Linked DNA regions of Mus musculus: all the other regions are linked to region 1. A link is a contact called in public Hi-C data. All regions are on one chromosome and are shown on one strand. Each heading gives the region's core, a stretch centred on a gene start, on an enhancer-like site or on the middle of the called end of the contact. The rest is flanking DNA. Distances are from core to core; before and after follow the strand shown. Region 1 overlaps Gm31195 (a long non-coding RNA gene). Region 2 has its middle 130 kb from the start of Msc. Region 3 has its middle 190 kb from the start of Eya1. Region 4 has its middle 110 kb from the start of Eya1.

Evidence for each region. Hi-C and Micro-C count contacts between places; a contact is called where the count stands out from the background.
Region 2: a Hi-C map of the N1E-115 cell line shows a contact between it and region 1, with 2.7 times the contacts expected there. The contact joins two enhancer-like sites. A contact is called at or near these places in 3 of 484 Hi-C or Micro-C datasets (the N1E-115 cell line, bone marrow-derived macrophages and uterus), 1 of 115 datasets of contacts at active chromatin or transcription factors (embryonic stem cells) and 1 of 9 other capture datasets (embryonic stem cells).
Region 3: a contact with region 1 is called in a Hi-C map of the N1E-115 cell line, with 8 times the contacts expected there. The contact joins two enhancer-like sites. A contact is called at or near these places in 2 of 484 Hi-C or Micro-C datasets (the N1E-115 cell line and uterus) and 4 of 115 datasets of contacts at active chromatin or transcription factors (embryonic forebrain, embryonic midbrain, forebrain and 1 more).
Region 4: a contact with region 1 is called in a Hi-C map of the N1E-115 cell line, with 4 times the contacts expected there. The contact joins two enhancer-like sites. A contact is called at or near these places in 1 of 484 Hi-C or Micro-C datasets (the N1E-115 cell line) and 1 of 9 other capture datasets (embryonic stem cells).

Annotation. Positions count from the first base shown.
Region 1 is chr1:13,859,854-13,862,599 of GRCm38.p6, reverse strand. All of the region lies in intron 1 of Gm31195 (a long non-coding RNA gene), which reads right to left. Among named protein-coding and RNA genes, the nearest start is that of Gm31195, 15 kb to the right of the region's middle. Within about 2 kb of position 1,344, at least 19 of the 459 cell types and tissues checked have an H3K27ac peak or open chromatin away from gene starts, as enhancers often do. A contact at or near this core is called in the N1E-115 cell line, where this site is marked.
Region 2 is chr1:14,625,839-14,628,584 of GRCm38.p6, reverse strand. No RefSeq gene overlaps it. Among named protein-coding and RNA genes, the nearest start is that of Msc, 130 kb to the left of the region's middle. Within about 2 kb of position 1,329, at least 7 of the 459 cell types and tissues checked have an H3K27ac peak or open chromatin away from gene starts, as enhancers often do. A contact at or near this core is called in the N1E-115 cell line, where this site is marked.
Region 3 is chr1:14,502,564-14,505,309 of GRCm38.p6, reverse strand. No RefSeq gene overlaps it. Among named protein-coding and RNA genes, the nearest start is that of Eya1, 190 kb to the right of the region's middle. Within about 2 kb of position 1,334, at least 27 of the 459 cell types and tissues checked have an H3K27ac peak or open chromatin away from gene starts, as enhancers often do. A contact at or near this core is called in the N1E-115 cell line, where this site is marked.
Region 4 is chr1:14,419,773-14,422,518 of GRCm38.p6, reverse strand. No RefSeq gene overlaps it. Among named protein-coding and RNA genes, the nearest start is that of Eya1, 110 kb to the right of the region's middle. Within about 2 kb of position 1,413, at least 4 of the 459 cell types and tissues checked have an H3K27ac peak or open chromatin away from gene starts, as enhancers often do. A contact at or near this core is called in the N1E-115 cell line, where this site is marked.

The DNA of each region.
Region 1 (2,746 bases), core at 95-2,594:
CCTGTCAGAATTTGATATGCTGATCCAGAGAAATACCTAGCCTGGCCTTTAGGAAGCACTCGAATAACAGTAAGCAAAATTTACATCTTGATCTGATATATCCAAAACAGGTGGTAGAACCCGAGTTGAGAGTCTCCGTTTCTCTTTCTTCTCCAATCTGTGTTCATGTGTGTGCTCGTGTGTGTGCTCGTGTGTGTGTGTGTGTGTGTGTGTGTGTGTGTGTGTGGTGTGTGTGTGTGTGTGTGTGTGTGTGTGTGTGTGTGTGTGTGTGTATGTGTGTGTGTGTGTGTGTGTGTGTGTGTCTGTCTGTCTGTCTGTCTGCCTACCTGGCACCCTCCCTAACCACTCGACATTGATTGTGTCCTTGTTGTTGCCAGCATCCCACTTTCTCAAGGTCTGCAAACATGCACACAGGCGCGCGCACACACACACACACACACACACACACACACACACTGTAGCATGGTAATCCTGATGAATTCCAGATCCTTGCACTGTTAGTGATTTAACAGAAGCCTACAGAAGCATACTAAGTCTTCACTTAATTTTAAGGTACTTTTAAAGGTGTTTTAAACTTTTATCTACACATAGCTATGAATTTCTCAACCTATCCAGCTTTTAAGACAAACTAATAGGAATGACAAAGAATGTATCGTTTTGAAAACTGAACTTTGCTAGGTAGTAATGTAGAAATTTGGTGCCTGGGGTTTCTGAATGCATGAAAAATCCATTAGAAAGAGAGCTCAGAAGAGCCTTCAGCTGTAAGGTAAAAGCATATAAAAGTATTTGAATTTTTTTGCTTATTTGTTTCGTTTTTCAAATGGATAAACACACAGGGAGGCGATTCTTTTTAACCTTAACCCAAAGGAGATAATGTGCCAGCTTGTCCCTGTTTGGGGAGCCTTCTAACAACAAACTTGATCATTTCAGGGACAAATTGTGAAGATTCAGTACAAGTTTCTTGATTGCAATAGCAACTGGTCACAAGCAGCCTCCACTTAAAGCCAGGGACCTTTGTAGTTGCTGTGCCAGGAGGCCATAAACATATGTATCTTTGGAAAACGCTCATGTGTTTTCAACTTCCTGAAGAATTCTTGTAAAATATAACCGAACCACATGACCCTTTGTCCTGGACTTTTATTCCACTAATGGACAAATTGGGAGGAGGCTGAGAACAAATGTGCTTTTAATTACCCAGATGCCTTTTTAATAGAACCTTGGATTAGTCTTTAGCCACTAAACATTGTCCAGAAATTTCTTAATAATGTTGGTGTGCAAAGCATTCCTTCCAGGAGAATAAAGATCTCATTGCCTGGCAGGCCAGAGTTCTGTCAGGCTATTCAGGAGACGACAGACAAAGAGCGGGTATTGTATAGACCGGAAGAATGACAGGCTGCATCTGAGCTGCCGGTTCTTCCAGTAGTGGCAGATTTTCTAAGTCAGTGCAGATCCTCACAAAACTGGGTGGTCAGCTTTGGAGAAAGGTAACAGTGGGGCTATTGATTCTGGGTGGGAGCAACCTAATTCTGAACTAACTTGAATTGATTCAGTACAACAGAATGCCTTGGTATCGGATTAAAATTAGGATTAATATGTCAAATGTTAGGTCAGGATGTTAAACCCCAGTGCTGAACAATCTACATGAAGAAAGTCAAAATTGATGCAGGCAGCTTTTAACTAGAAGATAATTTGTTGAGTGGTTCTAGAAAAATGAACTTAAACTTCACTGGTGATATAGGTAACGTGTCTGTGGGTGCATGTATGTTTGTGTATGTGTATGAGAGTGTAATGACTGTATGCATGAATAACTGTGTATCTTTGTGTCTGTGTGTATATATGTTTGCATGCATGCATGCATGCATGAGACAGACAGAGAGACAGATTTTCGTCTGGCATAGCTGGGAGACAGTCTGGCTCACTATTTGTCCTTACTTTTATAAAATTGCCTTGCCAGAGGCCAAATCTGTTGCTCAAGTTTTCCAAGGAGTCAGCAATTAACTCTCCCCAGACTCCTCAGATGCACTCTCAGTCGCTCATGCAGGATGCACACTACCATTTCCAATATGTTCTTCTGACTCCAAAACAATGGATTCATGTTTAGGGAAACAGAACACAAAAACAAGCTTAACATTAAGAAACATCCACACGGCTATGTCTTAGAGAAGAACACAGGACATCAGGTCAAATGTCCTGACACAAAGAGGAAAGAGAACACAGGAGTGAGGGGGGAAGGTAATTTGAAAACAAGAAAAAGAAAATGACATTTTATTGGAATGTGTCTTTTCCTTCATGTTTTGAGGTCACTTTGATATTTTCCTCTTTTTATATAGCTTGTCTTAAAAGAACGAAGAGATAAAGGGTCAACATGCCCCTTTTATAGCCAGCACAGTCAAGGGAACTTTTTTTTACTTAAAGCAATGAGGTTTTTAGTACCCAGTTCCTGGCAGTTAATAAAATATACTTCTCACTCTTCCTGTTGGATTTTTCTCTATCAGCCGTGTCTGGTCTCTGTAGAATAGAACATTTAATCTATTTAGGAGTGCTGCAGCCTGTAAGCTTCCAGGTGCTTTGGCGTAGGCAGAATGTATTTGCAGGTCTTTAGATCCCTAGTCATAAACAACCTCTGACTGATGGTGTCCGGTTGAGGCTTAGCCTGCCCAAAGCCCTTTGCTGCCACCTGTCTAGATTTCTAACACCTGTATGCTGGCCTCTAGTAGCAAAGATCAGAAACCTTCAGAGGCTCCTG
Region 2 (2,746 bases), core at 80-2,579, 770 kb before region 1:
CATGCATGTCTAAGCAGGGTCAGAGAATAAAAAAATTAATCTTTCATATGAAAAAGCTGCTGATGAATTGCAACAGAATTACTTTGGGTCTCATCGACGAATCTATAATAGGAGGTTGAGATGCAGAAGGCTGTGTAACATTTTCCAAGAATACCCAATCCCCAGGTTCAAACCCCAGAACCACACACACACACACAATATATATATATATATATATATATATATATATATATATATATATATATATATATATATATATATATTTGATGAAGTGCTCAGCTCTGAATGGGATGTCTATATCTCTCTCTTTCCCCAGAGCTCAGGGACAGGAGTGCATGGAAAGAGTGTAAAGCCAGAGCCAAAAGTAAGGGACATCTGCAGGAAAACTGTTTGTGAGACACAGTAACACCATTGTACAAGGGAATGGACAGTGGCTGTGAGGGCGTAAATAAGATCCGCACAAGAACAAGCCAGCCACAACCCTGGCACAGATTGGGGATGGACTCACAAAGGCGCACCCCATCTGCACAGCTATTAGCAATTGAGGGTTACTGATGATCTGAAAGTCAGTTCTCTTCAGGAATGCTTCATGTGAAAGGCTCCAGTAGATGTTCCTCCATCCACACACATACAGGCATCAATAGGTGTACCTGATGGGAAAAACAAAAACAAAGAAACAAAACAAAGGAAAAAACAGAAGACAGCACGGGAAGCTGGGAAAAAAGGTGGTAGGGGCTTGAGAAGGAGGTGCAGGGGAGGAAGTGGAGGTGGATTAGATCAGAACAGATATGCTTGTATGAAATTCTCTAACAATAAAAAGAAAAATCTATAGTGTATCTCTGTGTGGTTGTCTTCTCTTCCTTTCTGTTCATAATTTTGTACTTTGCTTGTATCAGAAAAACAGTTAGAATTCATCAAATCAATTTTCCAATGGGGAAAAAAAAAATCAGAAACAGAGTCCACAAAGGCTTTCCACTTTTAAATAAAATAATAACTCAGTTTTCTCTGAAAAGAATTAGTACTCCAAAGAAGTGTGCAAAAAGTGCTGTTTTAATTACAGGAGATGGGGAATGAGCTACTGCCTGCTTGTTGCTGTGGGCAGGAAACTCTCTCAAGCGCTCCTTGACACCACCGGTCAGAGAAAAGCACTAAAACATCTTTGAACTTGAATTTCAAGTGCCTTGAAATACTATAATCTTAATTAGCTATGACACATAAATTACTTCATTTTACGCCCACGACTGTTGGCATTCAGAGTTCCAAGTCAGAGTTTCTGAATTCTCAGATTAACATGTGTGCCAGGAAGGGCCATTATTGTCCTGGGGAGGAAATCTCTTTCGCCTCCCGGGAAAAGGCACAGAACAGAAAGACAGAAAATGATGCTTTGTACTTGGTAGATCCTATGGAATCTATCAGGAAAATTGCCAAGCTATTGTCTTACATGGTAACAAATAATTAGTCAATTTCAAGAAATAATACTAAGGCTTCTTAACTGGAATGCCTACAGCTCTCTTGGGAGATTTGCAAGCTATCCATGGATGTATTTTAATTCTGTTTTTACTTATTCTGATGACTATCTTAAAAGCTAACATAGTTGGGCTTATGTGGAGGGCCAAGGCACTGAGTATTCGTCCCAGGGTGCATGCGCACATCTGCCTTCTGGAACACAGCAGCAGCACCTGCTACATTATAGCTGAACTGGCTGAGGGAAGCTTGAGGACAATGGCCTGCGTTGATGACATGCAGATTCAAAGTTAATTCAGATCGATTCTGAATAATGAAAGGCTTGAAGTATCACATAACACTCAGTAATTAAGGCATGCTGAAGTCAAAAGATGTCAAAAGAATATGCACTACAGTCCCCAGTTCCATTTTCAACAAAATGACAGTAATTAATATTATCAATTTGAATTTTACTGGCTTTGTATTTAATTTATAAATACATTTTCTGTTTGTGTAAATGCCATAGAGATACTTACTTTTATTTTGCCCTTATTTGTTTTTCTACTTGGAGAGTATGAAGATCAGCATGGATTAAAAACGTTCAAAATAGAAAGAAAATATCAGAAATGCGAAAGGGCCTAAGAAAAAAATGTTATACTCAAACACATATAATTACTCATCATATCAAGTCAAAGAAGACAAATTTTCATATGGCATGTATTCATTGCCCATACCAAACCCTATTTAATACAAAAATTAAAGTAGCAACATGAAATATATTGTGCAGTTCATTAGAACTATAATCTTTCTTTTTAATGTGCACGTGTGCACATGTGATGTATACACATGTGGGCATGTGCACATACATACAGAGTTTGGCCATCCAAGCTGATGTTTTCATCTACAGCTCTCTTCTTGATTTAAAATAGAAGTGCTTATTTTATTTGTGTGCAGTTTGCATGTGGGGGTGGGAGGGCAACATATTACACTGCATTTATAGATGTCAGAGGGCAACTTTTGGGAGTCAGTCAGTTCTCTTCTTTCAATATTTGTGCCCTCAGGCTTGGAGGCAAACACCTTTACCCACTGGGCCATCTCCCCAGCCTCAGAGCTTTTCTTCTTTAAAATATATTTTAGAATGCGTCCAGTGGTACGTCTCAGGAATCTCAGAATTTGAGAGGATGAGTCATAAGAACCAAAGAAAGTGCCAAGCCAGCCTGGGCTACAGAACAAGATCCTGTCTGGAAAAATCAGATTACTCATTAGAACAAATAAGATGCATCTTAGCATTTCTCTCTCTAGA
Region 3 (2,746 bases), core at 85-2,584, 640 kb before region 1:
CCCCGCCTACCTGTTTTTAAAGACGAAAAAGCTACCAAAAATCTTCATTTTCTCTACTTCTTAAGAGAAGAGAGTCACTATTAATGAATGAAATTCGAATATCCTGTTTGAGGAAGTAGACACATCTTTTAATCTTGAGTTTAGACAAAGGCGCTGTTCATATCTCTTTGGGGGAACTATCTCCCGCATCGGAACAGCCTTGCCAACAGCATCTCTCTTTGAGATGCCTCCGAAGTATCCCACAAACATTTCCAGTGTGCTGCTGCTGCTACGTTTAACACCGTGTGTTGAAACCACTGTCATCTAGTTTCCACTTTTATCAGACAAGCGGGGCTGGAAAGAGCTAAAACAATATATACTAGAAAGGAAAAATAAGGAAGGCTCAGACTATCCTCATTCCTACTTTCACTTCTCTCCCCTCCCCCCGCCCCCTCCCCCTCCCACCCAATTTACAGAACCACGTGTGGGCTTCTACTTCTCCAGCTGTTCTCCAGTTTCTTATACAGTTTGGGTTTGGGATTTTTTGTTTTCTTTTCCTTTTTTTTCTTTTCCCTTTTCTTCTCTCTCTCTCTCTCTCTCTCTCTCTCTCTCTCTCTCTCTCTCTCTCTCTCAGTAGTAAGAAAACCAATGCAGAGTGAGAAAAAGGGTCTGATTTCGGATTGCAGAGCCACCAGAAAGAGCTACAGGGCCCGCTAATCAGGACTTGCTGGCCGAGCTGATCCCCTGGGATGCGCTGCTGACTACCGAGAAAGTCCCAGCCTCCTAGCTTGGAGGGAACAGAGAAGCATTGAGCAAGAAGCTAGGTTTACACAGAGAGGACTAGAAATCAACAAAGGAAACCCTCCTGTCTGAGGTGAATTTCACTTAACTATCTGCATCCGGCTGGAGTCCTTTGGTCTTTGGTCCAGGACGAGTCCTTCGTAGCTACAGAACATCGTGCGACCCTCTGCCCTACCCTCCTCCTCCTCTTCTTCCTCCTCTTCCTCCTCTTTTTTCTCATCTCAATTTTCAAATGGGTCAACTATTACTGATCTTGCAAGCTACCTTTCCCAGTATTTCCTGCACTATACATTTTTCGTTTTTCCGGAGCAAACGGTTTAATCAGCACTTTTAACATGCAATTAATTTTCAAAGTGTATTCATGTCCCCTTCTGTCTGAACTCTCTGGAAAGCCACATTCAACACCACAGGTAAACACAACACTTCCAGTTTGCCTCTGTAAATGTAAATTAGTCTGATTGCTTGTCAAAATGCAAGTGCTGCAGGATCGCAACCCAGGCTCATTAAATTACTGACTTCAGTCTTTAAGGAATCATACATAACTTCGAAGATTAAAACACGCTATGAGCAGCAATTACACTTTTTTTGTTGTTTGTGAAAAGCTCAGAGTCCATGCAGCATTTTACCCTACCCGATTACCAGTGGTTCTCTTAGATCTTTGTCAAGTAATTTGAGTTTTACTTTTGAAAATATAGATTCGATCGTTTAAGAGGAAAATGTCTCTAACGTGTTGTGTCTGTTTAGGTTGGGCGCTTACTTCGGGATCTTCAGCAAATTAACAATTAGAAATCTGGGACAAAGATTTCAGGATTAAAACGGCAGGAGTATTCAACATGCTTTGTGGGGATCAAACTAAGAGGATGAAATTTGCCCCCTCTGTTCAAGCTCACTATACATTATATATGTTACAGCTGTGATTCAGATAATCCACCGTTTTAGTATCCTGTTAATGCTTGGGTGAAGTGAGTCCATGAAGCAGAATTCAGTTCTGATCCTTAAAGGACAGCTTAGGAATTGCATGTGTCTAGTGTTTGAAAAACAACCACATGATAGCAAGAGTAAAACATACCACCCAGCCAAGCAAGCAGACAACAAAAGGAAAGCAGTCAGTCTCAATCAGCACGTGCAATCTCTGCAGATCGGACTAATACTCCCAGGCACATTAGGTTTTCATTAGGGAAACTGGCCCTTCAGAGTGCCTCCCAGAACATGTCCAGAAATGAAGACAAGTGCTCTGCTGGAAACATAATTTGCCTCACCCCAGACATGCTTTGCTTATCGGACAGGTCATTTTGCTCTCTGCCTGCCACCACTCCTTTGGCACTAATCTTGGCACTTGGGTGGGTTCTGGTTTGGCATGGAGGACAGGAAAGTTTGGAAATGATCTTTATTGCTCCCTCTGATACTGGCCTTCAGGAGTGCTGCAAGTCAATGCACTGCTGCTTATTTTGTCCAAATGAGTGCCCTTCCACAAGCCATGCTTTTTAAGAAAAAGTCCTGATTGTTAAAACTGTAAGAGAGCTCAAGCTCTCAAAGATTTAGTTTTCTTTTTTATGGTAACAGAACTTAGAATGGAACAGGGTTGGGTCTTTGTTGTTGCTATTGCTTTTTTTATAAGAACTTACAACTTTAAACCAAAGTTTGTGTGTCTGTGTGTCTGTGTGTGTGTGTGTGTATAATTAGCTATCTATCAAATAGCATGGTAAGAAAGTTGTAATCAAAATTAAACCTAAGTAAATTCCAGGAGTATGTGTGGGGAAATAAATAGTCTAAGCAGCATAAACTCGAGATCTAATTCATGTTTTTCATGAATTCAACCTCTTCATTTACTGTAGACACTGGGGAATGCTTGCATAATACATACTCATTTTCTAAATCATACTCATAGGACAATATATTAGATATTTTTTGAAGTTCGCTTACAATTTTATTCTATATGGGTGATAAGAAAAAAAATTGCCCTACG
Region 4 (2,746 bases), core at 164-2,663, 560 kb before region 1:
TCTTATCCAGCCTGAGACTCGGAACTTGTAGCCCAGAAGGCAGCTATGCTCCTTGCCAGCTCTTGCCTGTGACTGCTGAGTTCCACCATGCTAGATTGACAGGGCTTCTCACTAAGCTTCATGTAATCTGAAACACAAAGAATCCTTATCTGTACTCTTCAGTCTCACTCAGTATATTGACTATGGGACCATGCTTGTCATTGCTATGCAGCAATTCAGTGCCTAACTATCCCATACTTTATTCTATATATCACTAATATATATTTGACTTGCCCACTGTACTTTTTAAAAAATATATTGTAAGTATAACATTTCTGGGTAGTCTGATTTTTGTCCTAGTTTTGGACATAAAGACTCATTTGTTCCAATAATGGTATTGATGGTTATCCTTGGTTTCTATTGCTGTGTTAAAACACTACAACCAAAAACAACGTGAGAAGAAACAGATTTATTTCACCCTTTGGCTTATAGTCTGTCTTCCTGAGGAGGTTGGCCAGGAACCTGGAGTCAGCAACTGAAGCAGAGACCAAAGAGGAGTGCTGCTTACTGAGTTGCTTCTCATGGCTTTCTCAACCTGCCTTTTTATAACACTCAAACCCACCAGTGCAAGGGTGGCACCAACCATAGGAGAGGGGCCCTCCCACATCAATCATTGGTCAAGACAAAAGCCAATCTGTTGAGGACATTTTCTCAATTGATGTTCCCTCTTCCCAAGCAACTCTAGTCAGTACCACAATCATAAGGAAGATGCATGTTTTAGTTTAGATGGTCCTGCTACACTGTCTTCTGACCCAATAGAAGGTGCTTTTATGTTGCACCTTCACCATCTCCAGGAATGACTCGATCCTCTGCTTATCTGCTTATCATTGTTGTGTAACTCTCCATCCCAAATAAGCCCCGGCAATGAAAACACAACACAGTTAATATAATTACATGCTGTGCATCTAGATTGGGCAGATCTCTGCTACACTACCATCTTCTACATTTATGAGGCCCCTTAGAACTTGCAGTTTCTCCAGGCCATGTGCTCCCGCTCTGCTTTTCTTCCTCCTCCTCCTCCTCCGCATCTTCTCCCTTGTCCACTTTCTCCTTCTTCTCTTTCCCACCTTCAGCTCCACCTTCCCTTTTATCTGCTCAGTCATCAGCTCTTCTTTATTTTACAAATTAAGGAGGGAAGCAGGTTTACAGGAAATCACCTGAGTGCTGACTCAGTTTTTGTTCACAACCCCTCTCAGGAGAACCGAATTAACATCAAATATAATTAGCCCCAAGGCTATCCAGCAATTGTTCATTAGGACTTTAATCTGCATTTGTTAGAAGTATCTTCATGTGCCTCTGTTACCCTCTTATGCTAAGTGACTGTTCACCTCTCTTTGTTCACTTAGGTTTTCCCCTTAATTGTTCACAGGAACTCATTAGGGAAGCTGACTGTATTGGATATACTACAAATGATATCTCCCAGTCTGTATTGTGAGTTGTCATTATCAGACTGTTGGTCTGGGGCTGTCAGGGATCAAACCCAGAATCTTATGTATGCTAAGCAAGTCCTCTACCACTGGGTTGCATTCCACACCAAATATGGAAGTTTTATACTTTCATGCTGCCTGTCTTACCCCCAAGGATGAGGTTCTTGAGAGCAGGGACTTTGTGCAGTGTGAAGATGAGAATCTGATCATAGTGAAACACATGCCAGGCAAGCACTCCACCACTCAGAAGGCCACAGCCAGCTAAGTAGCTTTGGCTTAAACCAAACACCTTGAGGTTCCCATAATAGAGGGCTACACATAATGATCTCACAGTCTTTGACAAGAAACTACATGGAAGCCTATTGCTATGGAAAAATACCTAAATTATAAGTAGAAAGTAGAATGGTAGAGAGCCGGCAGTAATTCTATGGTGGACGGTACAGGAAAAGCATCAGATCTCTGTAGACTGTGTTGAGATCAGCTACTTAGACTTCACCCTGGAAGGGCTTTTTGGAGAGCAGGGCCCTGAACTTCTCATTTTACACAGCAAAGTGAGTCTGAAGAATGTGAACTAATCCACTGTAATTACAGTAAACCAATGTGAGCGTTATATTAGAGCTTCTTAAATACTATGGGAACTACACCTGCAGTGATTTTCTCCATCAGTCCTAGCGGCAAACACTTTGTCTCGTGGTCTAAATAATACAGTCAGATTTTGATGGTTATTTCCCGGTAACATTTTTTTTTTGTGTGTGTATACATGGTTACCAGTGATTGACAGTAATCACTTAAGTCTGTGAAACGCTCATAGGAAACTTAGAGAAGAGAGAGTGTCATGCTGCTCTGCATCTCTGCCTTACTAATCCTGAGTCTGGAACCACTTGAGAGATGCCCCATGAGGCACACTGAAAGGGAAGAGAATGGCACCTTTGGCCCTGCAGATTATGAACTGGGAAGTGTGACACAGGCCTCCACAACCAGTGTCACTAATATCCTTCCTCCTGCTACCTACTGTTTCTCACAATGAATCTGGAATGACTCCTTGGATGGCAAGCTATGTCTTAAGGGCAGAGTTGTGTTTTAGAAACCCATGTGTCAGCGTTTGGGGACAGAAAGAGCAATCCAGTCTAACCTAACCATCAAACTATGGAAACCAGGCTCATGCTCCTGACTAACTGCCTACACCAAACATAGTAGAACCAAGCTGGGCACTTCTTCTCTTGTCTAGATCTCTCAGGTCCTTAAAGGAAAATGTCTATGTGTGCAGTGTTTCTCTCTGA